Linked DNA regions of Sus scrofa: region 1 is linked to region 2. A link is a contact called in public Hi-C data. All regions are on one chromosome and are shown on one strand. The core of a region is the stretch at or near the end of the contact, and the rest is flanking DNA. Distances in the headings are between cores, read along the strand shown. Region 1 overlaps MDGA1 (MAM domain-containing glycosylphosphatidylinositol anchor protein 1). Region 2 overlaps TBC1D22B (TBC1 domain family member 22B).

What was found. Hi-C and Micro-C count contacts between places; a contact is called where the count stands out from the background.
Region 1: a contact with region 2 is called in a Hi-C map of heart right ventricle, with 5 times the contacts expected there. The contact joins two enhancer-like sites. A contact is called at or near these places in 1 of 5 promoter capture datasets (liver) and 14 of 47 Hi-C or Micro-C datasets (alveolar macrophages, embryonic fibroblasts, fetal liver and 9 more).

What each region holds. Positions count from the first base shown.
Region 1 is chr7:33,250,752-33,257,862 of Sscrofa11.1, forward strand. The region is part of intron 1 of MDGA1 (MAM domain-containing glycosylphosphatidylinositol anchor protein 1); the gene reads right to left. Among named protein-coding and RNA genes, the nearest start is that of MDGA1, 15 kb to the right of the region's middle. Within about 2 kb of position 2,125, at least 20 of the 83 cell types and tissues checked have an H3K27ac peak or open chromatin away from gene starts, as enhancers often do.
Region 2 is chr7:32,894,445-32,900,862 of Sscrofa11.1, forward strand. TBC1D22B (TBC1 domain family member 22B) reads left to right here. Exons shown (of 13, transcript XM_003128372.4): 9 at 111-217; 10 at 651-726; 11 at 2,899-3,026; 12 at 3,253-3,348. Among named protein-coding and RNA genes, the nearest start is that of RNF8, 34 kb to the right of the region's middle. Within about 2 kb of position 5,142, at least 1 of the 83 cell types and tissues checked has an H3K27ac peak or open chromatin away from gene starts, as enhancers often do.

The DNA.
Region 1 (7,111 bases), core at 875-3,374, 350 kb after region 2:
TAGAAACCACATAAGTGGCATGCACCGTAGGATCTGATTATAATGCTGAGCCTCTGCACAACCTGTAAATGACTTGAAACCCAGTAGGCTAGGGGAGAAAAAGTGAAGGACCTGTAGATGGGGGAGGCCAATTGGCCCAGAGTTCAATCACAGCAAGGGACAGAAAAATCATTGCCATTAGGAGGCTCCTAGGGGCTGAGGACAGAGGAGGGGGAGTTGCCTCTTAGGAGGAAGGTGAGTTCTGGAACGGGCAGCGACGGGAGGAGCAGTAAAGGGCTGGGTGCAAAACACACCTATCTCCCAACTGGTAAAATAGCTCAAAGGGAACTTTTTTTTTAGGGCTGCACCCTAGGCATATGAAAGTTCCCAGGCCAGGAGTCAAACCATAACTTCAGCTGCCAGCCTACACCACAGCTACAGCAATACCAGAACCAAGCCGTTTGCAATGTACACTGACGCTCAGGGCAACATCAGATCCTTAACCCACTGAGTGGTGCCTTGCCACAGCCCCCTGAGGAAGGCGCTGGTTTTTTTTTTTTCTTTTTAGGGCCATACCTGTAGCATATGGAAGTTACCAGGCTAGGGGTCAAATTGGAGCTGCAGCTGCCGGCCTACACCACAGCCACAGCAATGCGGGATCTGAGCCTCATCTGCGACCTATATCACAGCTCACAGCAACGCTAGATCCTTAACCTCCTGAGCAAGTTGGAGCTCACGCTTGTCCTAAGCAGGAAGTCTCTCTTGAGCACCTATGATAACAAGGGCCCTGGCTGACATGTATTAAGTACCAGCTACTCGCTAGGCAGTGTGCTAACGCCACCAAGCCCCCCGCTTTTGCAGGGCCCAGGCTTCTTCCTGCGCCTCACTAAGGATCTGGTGTTGATGGAATCAGCATCCTCATGGATACTAGTCAGGTTCGTTACCGCTGAGCCACCATGGGAACTCCAAGGAAGGTGCTATTATTATCACCATCTTGTGCCTGGGGAAACTCAGGCACAGAGTACAACCTGCCCAGATTACACAACCAAAGAGCAGCTGAGGCAGGACTCGAACCCTGATCTATTTCAGAAGCCTCTGATCCGAGCCTTCAGGCCACGCTGCCTCCCTACACTCCCGCCTGAGTGAGAAAGATGACTATTCATGGACTCTGATATATTTAGTTGCTTGCTTCTGAAATTAGACCTTGGCGGTGTCATGGAGCCTGGCAGTCATGTGCGACAGCTGACCTCAGAGCTGCTAGTCATTGACACCTCAGTGTGAAGAACTTCTCCAGTTACTCTGCTCCCTGGGGGCGCTGAGGCAGGAGGGAATGGAAATGGTGGAGGGCAGGGGCCTGGGGTGGGGGAGCTGCAGGACCACTTGGCTGACCCTTCCCAGAATCCTCCTCTCTGGTTGCCATGGAGCCACTTCTGCAGAGGCTGGGGCCCTTGGCGGGGCGGGGAAGGCGAGGTGGGGCAGAGAGGAGTGACCCAGAAGAAAGGCAGCTAGCCTGTTTGTGAAGTCCCTCTGGAAAAGGGGGGCTGCAGAGGCACCCATCCTGAGCCCCTCGATCACTAGGGCCACCCTCAAGTGGGAAGAGAGAAGGGACTCCCAGGAGAAACTGAGAAACACTGAGCAGAGGTGGGTGCAGGAGGTGACGGAAGCATGCAGAAGATGCGGGAAAGTGAGGTGCAGGAAGAAGCCTGGGCCCTGCAAAAGCTGGGGGCTTGGCGGCGTTAGCACAGTGCCCAGCAAGTGGCTGGTACTTAATACATGTCAGCCAGGGCCCTTGTTATCATAGGTGCTCGAGAGACTTCCTGGTTAGGACAAGCGTGAACTCCAATTTGCTCAGACCTGGAGTGAGGCATGAACACCGCAGATGTGCTCAGGGATCCCTCTGAGGGCCCCTCTGCCCTGCAAGGGGCCTTTCCAAGGTGCCAGTGCCCCTCCGAGCCTGAGCAGCTCTGTTCCTCCGAGGCTGGCTGGGCAGGACTTCGGGAGAAGAAGCATCCCAGCCACTCAGCCCAGCTGGGGCCACTGTGTCCGTGCGCCCAGCCCAGCCCCCACCCTGGCACGGGCACAGCGGGTGAGCGCACGCCTGGCACAGACCCCAGTGCCTGGGAAGAGAGGCTCCAAGCGGGCGGCTTTGTATTTTGTAAAAACCAAACCCACAACTGAGCTCTCCAGCCAAGCGGGGCCTGCTGGGAAGGCTGGCGGGTCTCTCTTCCCGTCCCCCGGCTGGGGCCCACCCTCCCTTCCTCACCCCCACCCCAGGAACCATGGGGAGCACCAGCTGCCACCCGGACTGGCATGGGGGGCAGAGGGGGTGGCCTGGGCCCAGCTCTGGCCGTGCCAGGGCTCATCCCCCCACCCTGACCCCTTTCCTGCCTGGAATAAATTGGAATACAAATCAGAGGGAAACGCTTTCCTCTGTTTGAACAAATTGCTATGGATTCCTCCCTGTCTCAGGTCAGGGCTTGCGATGGGGGATATTTTCACTCGCCGACTGCTAATAGACTCAGGAGAAGCTGCTGGATCGATGGAGGCCGGGAAAATTAGCCAGGAGCTTCAGGCCAGCCTCGGCCTGTCCCTGCCCCCACTTCAGGTCTCCTAGAGGGGGCGGGGGCAGCTATAACCCAGGCTGGACAGAAGCGCTCGGGTGATGGTCCTAAGTGCTGGATGCCCGTTCCTGCCCCCAGCTGGGAAACAAGGCAAGGACGACCAGGGGCTTCCCGGAGGAGCAGTGGGATAAAGGTGGACCCGAGAAGTCCCCAAGGAGGTCTGCAGTCCCCCGCCACATACACACATGACTCCCTGCACGTAAACACACGGTCTGTGTGCATTGTCACACGCACCCACACCTTCAGCACACACACGCCCACGTGTATCTATGAGTGCACGAAAAGTACTGATGAAGCGTCTGTGCCCAGGGCAGGGAGGGCTTGGGCAATGTATTCAGCTCCTGTTGAGGAGCCTGGTGAGAGCAGTTTATCTCATGTCACTGGTTCTGTGCGTGCACACGCGCACACACACACACACACACACACACACACACACAATGATCTCCACCAGCAGCCAGGGCTCCCCACCAATCACTCCTTTCACCCCTCAGCCTGGTTCTATAATCCTGCAGGGGGGCCTGGAGGAGCTACAGCCTTCACTGGCCTCAGCTCCAAGGAAATGAGGGGAGGAGACTGGCCAGGGGGGGAAGCAGCCCACACTCAGCCTGGGCAGCCTCAGAGCCCCCTGCTCCCTCAGCTCCTGTGAAAGCGAGGGAGTGAGCCAGGCCGGTGTCGGTGTCAAGCTGCTTCAGGCACATAAGGGCATCCCTTGGTGTGGAGCCCTCCCGCTGTACCAGTGGGCAATGCCTGGGGCCATGGCTGCAGGGGAGCCGGGGAGAAGCAGGAGGGACGGGGAGAACTCGCTGCAGCCTCTTGAATGCCCCAGAAGGTGGGGTGGTTTGATCTAGAGAAAGCCTCTCATGTCTCCTGCCTGCTGGCCTTGGCACGTGAAGCCACATGTATGCACGTGTGCATAAACACCACACACACACACACACTCCCTTCAGTAACCTAAAGCCCAGATCTGACTTGGAAGATAGATGTGAGAGAGAAGGTGTGTTCACTGGCAGGTAGAGGTTGGTGTGGTCCTTGGTTGTGCCCACAGCATATGGAAGTTCCCAGGCCAGGGACCAAACCCATGTCACAGCAGCGACCTAAGCCACTGCAGTGACGATGCTGGATCTTCAACCCACTGTGCCTCAAGGGAACTCCCATCTGACCACTGGTTTCTGCCTCTTAAACTGAGCAGCCAGGGGCCAGGGGACCCCCAGGCCTGTTACCTCTGACCTTCCAGGATTCCAAGCTGGGCTCCTTCTTTGCTGTGTGGCCTCTTTCTACCTCAGATTTCTCTTCTGTCAAATGATTTGTTTTGCCCTAAGATCCCTCCAGGCTCTGATTCCACAAGCCTGTGATTCTAGACCATCTCTTTGTCTTGCTCTAGGCTGACTCCTTAGGAACTAGAACAGTGTCAGGAGCATAGGAGGTGCTCAGTAAATATTTACTTAATTAATTAATCTCAGGTCCCAGTTGGTAGTGAAAAGACAGAAATTCACAACAGGAGGGAGGTGCTGTTCTGATCCTGACCCAGAAGGCACAGGGATCTTCAGGGAGGCAGGCTGGCCTGATCATGGCCCACAGGAGAAGGAAGGGACAGAATGCAACAGACCTCGTTACCTGCAGAGAATCCTGCCTGCAGAGAGAAGGGGCGATCTTCTGCTCTCAGAGCTTGTCCCCATCTCTTTCTTAGTTTTGAATTCAGCAGGTAGGGAGCTAACGTTCGTGCCTCTCATGCAATGTCCAAAGGACCTGGAGACTCGGAGTTGTCCTCAGTGACCCCCAACCCTGCCCTTCCCAGCTGTGAGGCCTCCCTGGATCCTCTCAGGAGAGGATCTTGGGGAAATGGATGTGCTGGGGCTCCAATCCCAGAATCCAAGGAGGCAAATGAGCAGCTCACAGGGCTGGTGGCTGCAGGGGAGAGTTTTCAGCCTGGAATCAGGGCTGATTCATACACGCATTTCAGAAGACAAGACCTAAGAACAAAGAGTCCAGCAGAGCAGGCTGGATCTGAAAAAGCAAGACCGATGGCTCAGGCAGGAGGTAGTACAGGCTGGCGGTGCCCCCTACTCCCTCCCTACCCCCCAACCACTTCAGGGCATACCTGCCAGCACCTTCCTCTCTCTGCCTGAAGCTGGCTCTGGCCCCTAGAGCTCGCGCTGCCTGTGTGTGCTCCTGTGTGTGCTGCCTGTGTGTGTGGAGGGCTGAGTACCAGGAAATTAACACCCCCTGGGGCAGCCCTCAACCAGTGACAGATGAGACATAGTGTATACATGCCCCAACCCCCACATCCCCATGGTGGGGTAACTCTGAAGTGTGCTTTACAATGTCCCAGAGGTCCCCAGGGAACATGGTGGTGACTGGCTTAAAAAGGAACCTTCTATTGGTTCTTTCGCTTCCCTGTCTCTTCACCCTATTCCCCTCCCAGAGCTTCCTGGATTCACGTTCCAAATAAACTGCCCACCCTTGGCTCCTTATCTCAGGATCTGCTTCTGGGAAACTCAAGCCAAGATTGTGAGTCCAAGCCAATTTTGATCATCAAGGTGTCCATCATTAAAAATCTTACTTGGCCACAGCCCAGGGCCCTCATATTGTCTAACAACCTTACACACACACACACACACACACACACGCTCGAATATCTTACCATGATCCCTTACCTCCACCCTTCACTTCCTTGGCAACCTCCTTGCCTGAATCCCAGCACCTCAAGATCCAATTCATCTGATCAACCAACCCCAGGAAAATGCCTTGAGGGATGGTAGATAGTCCCAGAGCCAACTTCTGGAAACCGTGCCCATGTTTCTGTCAGCTCACCTGAATAATAACTTTAAGCTGGAACTTAATCCATGTGACAGAGATGTAGGACTTGGAGGAGACTGGTCGCAAGCTCTCCTTCGTACTGCCAAGCTGGCTGCCTCCTCACCCACAGGGAGGCCTCCCAGGGCCTCCCTGACATTGCACGGAAGGATTCTGACATCTAACCACGAGTCCTGGATCCAGAGTGAACCTCAGATCCTGCAGTCCCAACGCAATGGGAATAAGAAATAGAGTTCACGGGGAGGAGGGGAGCATTATAGAGATGTGGGCATGAAATGAGCTTATAAATGCCATGCAGACAGGCCTGGCTTCTCCTGAGCCTACCGGGTCATAGAGGAGAATGAGAAGGCTCCATCTGGAATGTCCCTTAACATGACTCTTAACTTCAGCCTTGGCACTTAATTGCTGTGTGACCTTGACAAGCCACTTACTTTCTCTGGTCTCAGTCTCTTCCTGCCCGGAATCTCAAAGATCTGCCTCTGGGCCACTTAAGGCCAATGGTCAGCAACTAAGCTTACTTCTTGCCACAGCCTCAACCTCTATTCTCCTGGCCTTCTCTGTGTCTAGCATGTGGCTTTATTCCAGAGAGGAGAGTAAAGCCAAGTCTGACAGCACAGACCTTCAGCTTGCCTTGTGGGCTTGTGTATTTTGCTGGAGATAAACTGCCTCCTCAAGGGTCCCCTGATTTTGCTGGAACACCGAAACTAAACCCAGAGAGATGAGGCCACCAGACTCCAGCTCCCTCCCCACTTGTAGCCTCCCAGTGTCCCTCACAGAGACGGGGAAAGTGCCTTCATGAAGAGTTTCCTAAGAATCACCTAAGGGAAGTCTCAGGGTCAAGGAGGTATTCAAGTTCAACTCAGAGACCTCAGCTCCTAAATCTTCCTGGTAAGAGGTAATGTTATAGCAACTTGAAATAAGGTCAGACAATGAGAAGAACTTCCCAATGAAGGACCAGACACTGAGCAAACAGCGGTGGGGTTGCCTGGGCTTACATGGTTGTGGGCCTGCTGCGAGGCAGAAAGATGAGGTCAATCACTCTCTGGCCCGTGGCTCCTAGCAGAGTAGCTCAGTTTCTGTTCCCCCAAATCAGGAGCATCCACAGAGCTCTCCTGAGGCTGGAACTGAGAGGAGCTACCTGTTAGTGGAGAGAGGTACCAACCAGTGGAAATGAACAAGCTCATGGCAGTGGGAATGGACAGCGTGTTGGGGTGGGGAAGAGGCAACAGGGGACCCAGCAGGTGGGAAGCTGGACCCCTCTCCCCTGCTCTGGGCCTCAGTCTTCTCTGAGGTTCTCCCCTGGCATCCTCAGAGCAGCCACAGCCTCCCCTCACCTGAGCGAGGCTGGCAGGGTAGGGAGAGCTTGGGAGAAGAGCAACTGCTGACATCCCTCTAAATCCTCTCATTTCAAGAAACACCAGCTGATCCTGAGGTGGGGATTTGCGGGAAAGACCGCTCGCTACCGACCCAACATCCATCCTCCCCTTCTTTCTAAATGAACCCTGATATTCTCTTGAGTGAGAATGTGTCCATAGAAAAGGCTATTGTTTCTCAGCCAATCTACATCTAAGGATGGCCAATATGATGTACACAGACACACTGGGAAGGAGCTTCTGGAAAAGCTGACTCAACTGGTAAATGACTCAGCCTTTCAATGTTCCTCCCTTCTTTCTGCCTGGAATGTGCCATGATGGCTG
Region 2 (6,418 bases), core at 3,892-6,391:
CCCAGCTCTCTCCTGGCCTCAAAGACCCTGTTGGAATACACCAGACTCCGTCCTTCTCTCTCCACGTTTCAGAGAAGACCCCTGGACTCTCTTCCCCTTTTGTTTTACAGAAGAGGACGTGGAGAATTTCGACGTGACTAATTTGTCTCAGGACATGCTGCGAAGCATTGAAGCCGACAGCTTCTGGTGCATGAGCAAGCTGCTGGACGGGATCCAGGCAAGGCACTCTGCCCTTGCGGGCCGCCCAGGGTGGGCCTTTGGGCTCCTTCTTACTCTTCTGCGCAGACAGGGCCCCGCCCCCAGCACGGCCCCTCCCCTTTGTCGCCCATGCCGCTTGACCTCTTTCTCTTGCTGTACAGCTTTCAGAAGGCAATGGTCTAGGATCCTCTGGAGCCTCAGGAAGTCTCCCCATGGCCCTGCCCTTGTCATCAGACTGTGCCTCTCCTTTCTGCTGGGCGCCGGGGCGGGCAGTTGGCCTCCATAGCACCAGTGCCGTTAGGTTTCCCCACGCTCTGCAGTCCTGTAAGATTCCTTTGTCCCCCCAAACGCTGGCACCAGCTTTGACAAAGACAGCTTGTGCTTTTACACATATTTCAGTGAACTCGACTGTTTGGTGTCCCTGTTCACCCTGAGCTCTGTGTCATTTGCAGGATAACTACACCTTTGCACAACCGGGGATCCAAAAGAAGGTCAAGGCCCTGGAAGAGCTCGTCAGCCGGATCGATGGTAGGTTGAGAGGAGGCATTCTCTAGCCATAGCCCAGTACCATCCTGACCCAAGCCAGTGATGTTTGTGGGTGGTCCCCTCGGCCCCCTTCCTGGCCGCAACCCTTTCCTCCAGTTCACTCTGTGCTCTTGGCAGCACCAGCTTCCCTCCACATTTCAGCAGGAAGGTGAGGTGAGAACTCTGCTGTTGGGTCACATTCTTTTTTCTCCTTCGTTTTTTGTCACTGAGTTCTATCAATCCTCCTTCAGCATCTCTTCTCAGATTCCCTCTTTCTTCTCGATTTCCCTGGCCACAGCCCTGGTCCGGCCATGCTTGGCTTTCATGGCTTCCTCCTAGAAGGATTTGCCCCCTCCATACCCTTTCCCTCTCACACACCCTCTTTCTAGGGCACTGTTCTGGTCATATCCCTCTTCTGCTCCAAAACTTCCTCCCGTGCTCTCCACTGCTTTCAGTATCAAGTCTGTGTGGTTGGCCTTGTCCTTCATGCTGTGATGTGACTCAGGACTCCTGGGCTTGGGACAGGGTCCTCAGGTCTGGCTGATACCCCAGCAGGACTTTCCATGGCTCCCTGTGACCTCTTGGGCAGGAAATAGGAGACGTGGCTTCTGGAAGCAGAATGAGGAGCAGGAGCCTTACAGAAAGTCCTTGGCTCTGGTGTGGGTTTCTGGAGGTTAGAACTCAAGGCAATTCTGGAAGCCCTACTGTTGACTGAAGAAGCAGCTGAGGCCCAGGGAGAGAAGTCGGAATTAAGTTCCGTGAAGATCGCCTCGCGGTCTCCTGTTAAGCGGGATCTCTAGCACCAATTAACCCCACCAATTACTCTACAACTAATAAACCCCAGTTTCTGGTTTTGGTCTCACTAAAGCATCCCCACCCACCCTCCACTCCCCCTGGAGAGATTGCATCTCTCTCTCCTTTCCGGGGTTCTCTTTCCAGGAAAACCTCCCCTGATTCCACTCACTCGTTCCATTTTCCTTTTAGGACTTAGGATTTCAGTCTTCCCAGCTTGCTTGCTTATTTACTATTTTCCCCCCATACCTTGGACATGAGATGCTTTGTTCCTCTTTGCCCTGTTGCCCTGACCCAGCAGTTAGGGCTGTGCGTGGCCCACCTCCAGCTCTCTCGCCTCCCTCCCTCGGATCCTCATCCCGTGCCTTCTAGGCTGTCTGACAGGGCAGGTTCTAGGGGGCCTGGGCTGTGGTTTTTGCCATTTGCTGGCCTGTCCTTATTTCTTCTGCCCTCATAACTACCTGATAAATAAAGGCATAGTACTTTAGGGTAGTGGTTTGTAAATATATACATCTTTATGCTTGGAATTATAGAAGTAAATCTTGCTCGTTACAAAAACTCAGACAACTCAGACAAACACAAAATAAAAAGTAAAAATCCTCCTCCTTAAATTCTAACCCCCCCCCCAAATAACCATTGTCGATAGTTACTCCTTCAAAAGTGGTATTAAGTGTGTACCACAAGCCAGGGGCTGTTGTGAGCACTCTTAGGGTCTCATTTTCTCCTCCAAACTTTCTGAGGCATGAATGATTATCCCTATTTTGTAGGTTGGGAAACGTGGCAGGGGAGTGATGGAAGAGAAAACAAGTCCCACTAAGCTGTGATGTAGAGCAGGGTTGGGTTTGTTTGTTGCTGCCTCACGGGTGGGAGTGGGAGGGAGCAGGGTCTGAATGGGGCGCATCCCTATGTCCACGGAAGAGGCCGCCCCTGAGTGGAGTCAGAGAACCTCTGTGACCGGCTGCTGGCATCCCTGCCCCCGCCATCTGTCAGGAGTGCCAAAGAGGAATCCTGGCGGTGCCAGTGGCCAAGGTGACCCCCACGTTCTTTTCCATTCTGGCTCCTTCTCTAAGTAACAAGGTCAGGCAGCCATGTGAGCTTTCTGTCTCCTGCTGTGGCTCGAGCACCCCGCAAAGGGACATCACTGGGATGTTAAAATAGCTCTGCCGCAGGCGGGGCTGGGTCAGCCACGCGCCGCTGCTGTGAGGTGGGGAGTCAGACACGAAGGATAGTCAGCTGCCAGGGTGGCCCCTCTGCATCTGACCTCCCCAGTGGGGCCGGGGTGCACAGGGAGGGGTGTGTGAAAAGACATGGAAACGGCCTTTTTGGCTCGTGAGACTGATCCCTTAGGTTGCGCTCGGGGGCCAATGACACTTGCTGTTTCAGAGCAGGTACATAATCACTTCAGGAGGTACGAGGTCGAATACCTACAGTTTGCTTTCCGTTGGATGAACAACCTGCTCATGCGGGAGCTCCCCCTTCGCTGCACCATCCGCCTGTGGGACACATACCAGGTAAGAGGAGACCCCCCACCACCACCCGCCCCTCCCTCGCCAGGCCGCCCGAGCGCCCAGCCCCGTGCAACGCAGGGCTCAGAAGTTCCCCCCTTCCTTCCTTCCCCTGTGTCTGCCATAGCCTCAGGCGTGGGGCGTCTGCACCTCACGGAAGGATTGGACCCGAGGGCGTGGAGCCAGCTCTGGGTCAGGACTTGCAGACCTGACTCTGTTTTTCCCTTCCCAGTCCGAACCAGAAGGGTTCTCCCACTTTCATCTCTACGTGTGTGCAGCTTTCTTGATCAAGTGGAGGAAAGAGATCTTGGACGAGGAGGACTTTCAGGTGAGTGGCCCGGACCTCAGCCTGGGCTGCAGGGGAGCGTCAGAGTGGGAGTTACCCGGCGAGTGGGGCCCTGTAGATAGAAGTACCTGGCTGGGAAGAGGAAGGGAGAAAGGACGCTCAGAAGAGGTTGCCCTCCCAGTTGGTAGGAGCCAGTGGGGCCCAGATAGTGCTGGGCGGGTCAAGAGACCTTCGGGTCATCGCCCACAAGACATCGTAGTTGAATGTCTGCCACGTTCTGGGCGCCGTTGCCGGAGTGAGATCCACTGGAAGTAAAACACACATCTCTTCTGTAGAGCTTCCATGCTAACTGGGGAGAGACTAGAGTAAACAGAAGCATGGTAAGTCGTAAGTTAAAAAGAATAGTAGAAGGCAATACATTTTTTTGGAAAAAAAGTAGAGCAGGATAAAGGGATTATGAGGTGGTCAGGAAGGGACAGGTCACAGTTCAAATAAAGCAGAGGCTGGATAAAGGAGGTGACACTTGGGAAAGGCTGGGGGCAGGTGAGGGTATGAGACATGTGGACACCTGGGGGAAAGCGTCCAGGCAGCAGGAAGCACCCTGCAAAGGTCGTAAGGTCACCATGTGCCTGGGCTTTGTGGAACCATGATGGTGGCCAGTGTGGCCTGGAGCAGAGTGGCCCAAGGGAAGAGTGGAAGAGGTGAGGCCAGAAGAGTCACAAGGGACCCAGATCATGAAGACCTCATAGCCAGAGTAAGGACTTGGGGTTTTCTCTGTGTGGAAGGGGAGCCGTGAGACATCTTGAGCAACGGAGGGGATGGTCTGCTGGGGTTTCAGAGGATGCTCTGGCTTCTGTGTAGCCTGCAGGTGTGGGCAAGGGTGGAGGCAGGGAGGCCATCCAGGAGGCCTCCAGGTGAGGCCTGAGGCTGGAGTGGGAGGGAGGTGTGACATGTGGCCTCATCTTGGATATGTTCTGTCAGTATAGCCAGCAGCGATTCCTGAGGAATTGGGTGTGGAGGATGACCAGGGACGAGTCAGGGTGACTTCAGTTTGTGAGAAGGCTGCAGGAGGAGCAGGTTAACGGACAGAGGTCAGGAGGTCATCTTGGGGTGTGTAGTATTTTAAATGCCATTAGACGTGGCTGGGTAGAATAAATCTTGAGTCTGGATTAAAAGTGAGAAGGCTGGGCTGGACATTTAGGTTTAGGAGCCTTCAGCTTGGGGGTCCTTGAAGCCAGGGTGAGCTCCTAAGGAGCTATGAGCGGACAGAGTGAGGAGGGCCCAAGGCACCCTCCGCACAGGAGGCCACGGAAGAGAGGCGAGGAGCAAGGTGGGTACGCCGCATCCTGGAAGCCTGGGGTGGGGACGGGAATGTGTCAGTGATGTGTCAGGTGGTGGGAGGCCCAGGAGAGGGGACGGGGAGTGGGGATTGAGAGAGACGGCAGGCGCCGAGGTCTGCAGAGAGAGGCCTGGGCGTGGTTCCTGGTCATGAGGACGGCAGTGGGCTCTGTGCTTTGCTGAACTGAGGGATGGTTTGTTTGTTTTAAGGGGCGTGTATTTGTTTTAAAAGTGGGAGCGGGGGAAGCCAGAGAAGGTGGATGCTTTTCTGAGTTCTGGCTATTACCCTGGGTGTTCTCTAGAGCAGCAGCACCCTGGGCAGACCCACTCTGTAATTGGTGCTTTCAGCTGATAGATGGAAAGGCAGGAAGGACTGACTTGCCCAAGGAAGGGCTTCAGAAGAAAGGGGCAAAGGGGGTCTCTGAGTAGGCGCTAGCTGTGGGGCCGAGGCTGCGGGCAGCGGGTAGAGAGCATTGGCTTCTGCCAGCCAGCAGAGTGTGTGATACCCTGGGACAGATGAGGACAAGGGGCTGGACTGGCCATGTGCATCGTGAGCTATCACTTTAGATAACATGGTTGAGGTGGAGCATGAGGTCTAATTGGTTTTCACGAGCCAGGCACAGAGGGCCTTGTCATGTGTAATAAAAGTGCCTCCCAGATTAGCTCAGGGAGGTGAAGGTGATTCCCAGGTGGCTTTAGCAATTCACAGTGTCAGCAGAGCATAGGACAATAGTCTGTGACTTTAGGAGTCTCTTTGTGGTACACTGGGTTAAGGATCGGGCATCGTCACTGCAGTGGCCCAGGTCTGATCCCTGGCCCGGGCGCAGCCAAAAACCAAAAACAAACAAAAAATAGTCTATGACTTTAAAACTTTGCTAGACATTGAGGTATTCTTTACTGGGTAGCATCTTTGATTATCCGATGGGATTTGAGGTCTTTCTGCAGCAACCCATAGAATAACAATGGGACTCTTTTCTCCCTTCAAGCCACATATTTTAAAGTTTCGTCTCGATTCCTTTTTTTTAACTTTTTATTTTGAAATAATTTTACACTTATAAAAATGTTAATATCAACTTAATATTTACATCTTTTTTTTTTTTTTTTTTTTCTGTCTTTTTGCCATTTCTTGGGCCGCTCCTGCGGCATATGGAGGTTCCCAGGCTAGGGATCGAATTGGAGCTGTAGCTGCCGGCTTGCACCAAAGCCACAGCAACGCGAGATCCGAGCCGCATCTGCGACCTACACCACAGCTCACGGCAACTCTGGATTGTTAACCCACTGAACAAGGGCAGGGACCGAACCCGCAACCTCATGGTTCCTAGTCAGATTCATTAACCACTGCGCCACAACGGGAACTCCAATATTTACATCTTAAACACCATGCTGCAATTAACCAACCAGGAATTTTGTTGTGATATAGTGTTATTCATTTACAGTCTTTGAGTTTTACCAGTTTCTCCATTAATGTCCTTTTTCTGGACCAGGCTTCTCATCTTTGTTCTCCATGACGAAGAAAATTTTCAAAATTTTTGAAGAGGTGGTTAATTAGCTTGTAGAATGTTCCTTACTTTGGAGTTGCCTTACTCGTGGTGCAGTTGAGGGTCATCCTTTTCTTTCTTTTTTTTTTTTTTTCTTTTTTTGTCTTTTGTCTTTTTTGTTGTTGTTGCTATTTCTTGGACCGCTCCCGAGGCATATGGAGGTTCCCAGGCTAGGGGTTGAGTCGGAGCTGTAGCCACCGGCCTATGCCAGAGCCACAGCAACGCAGGATCCGAGC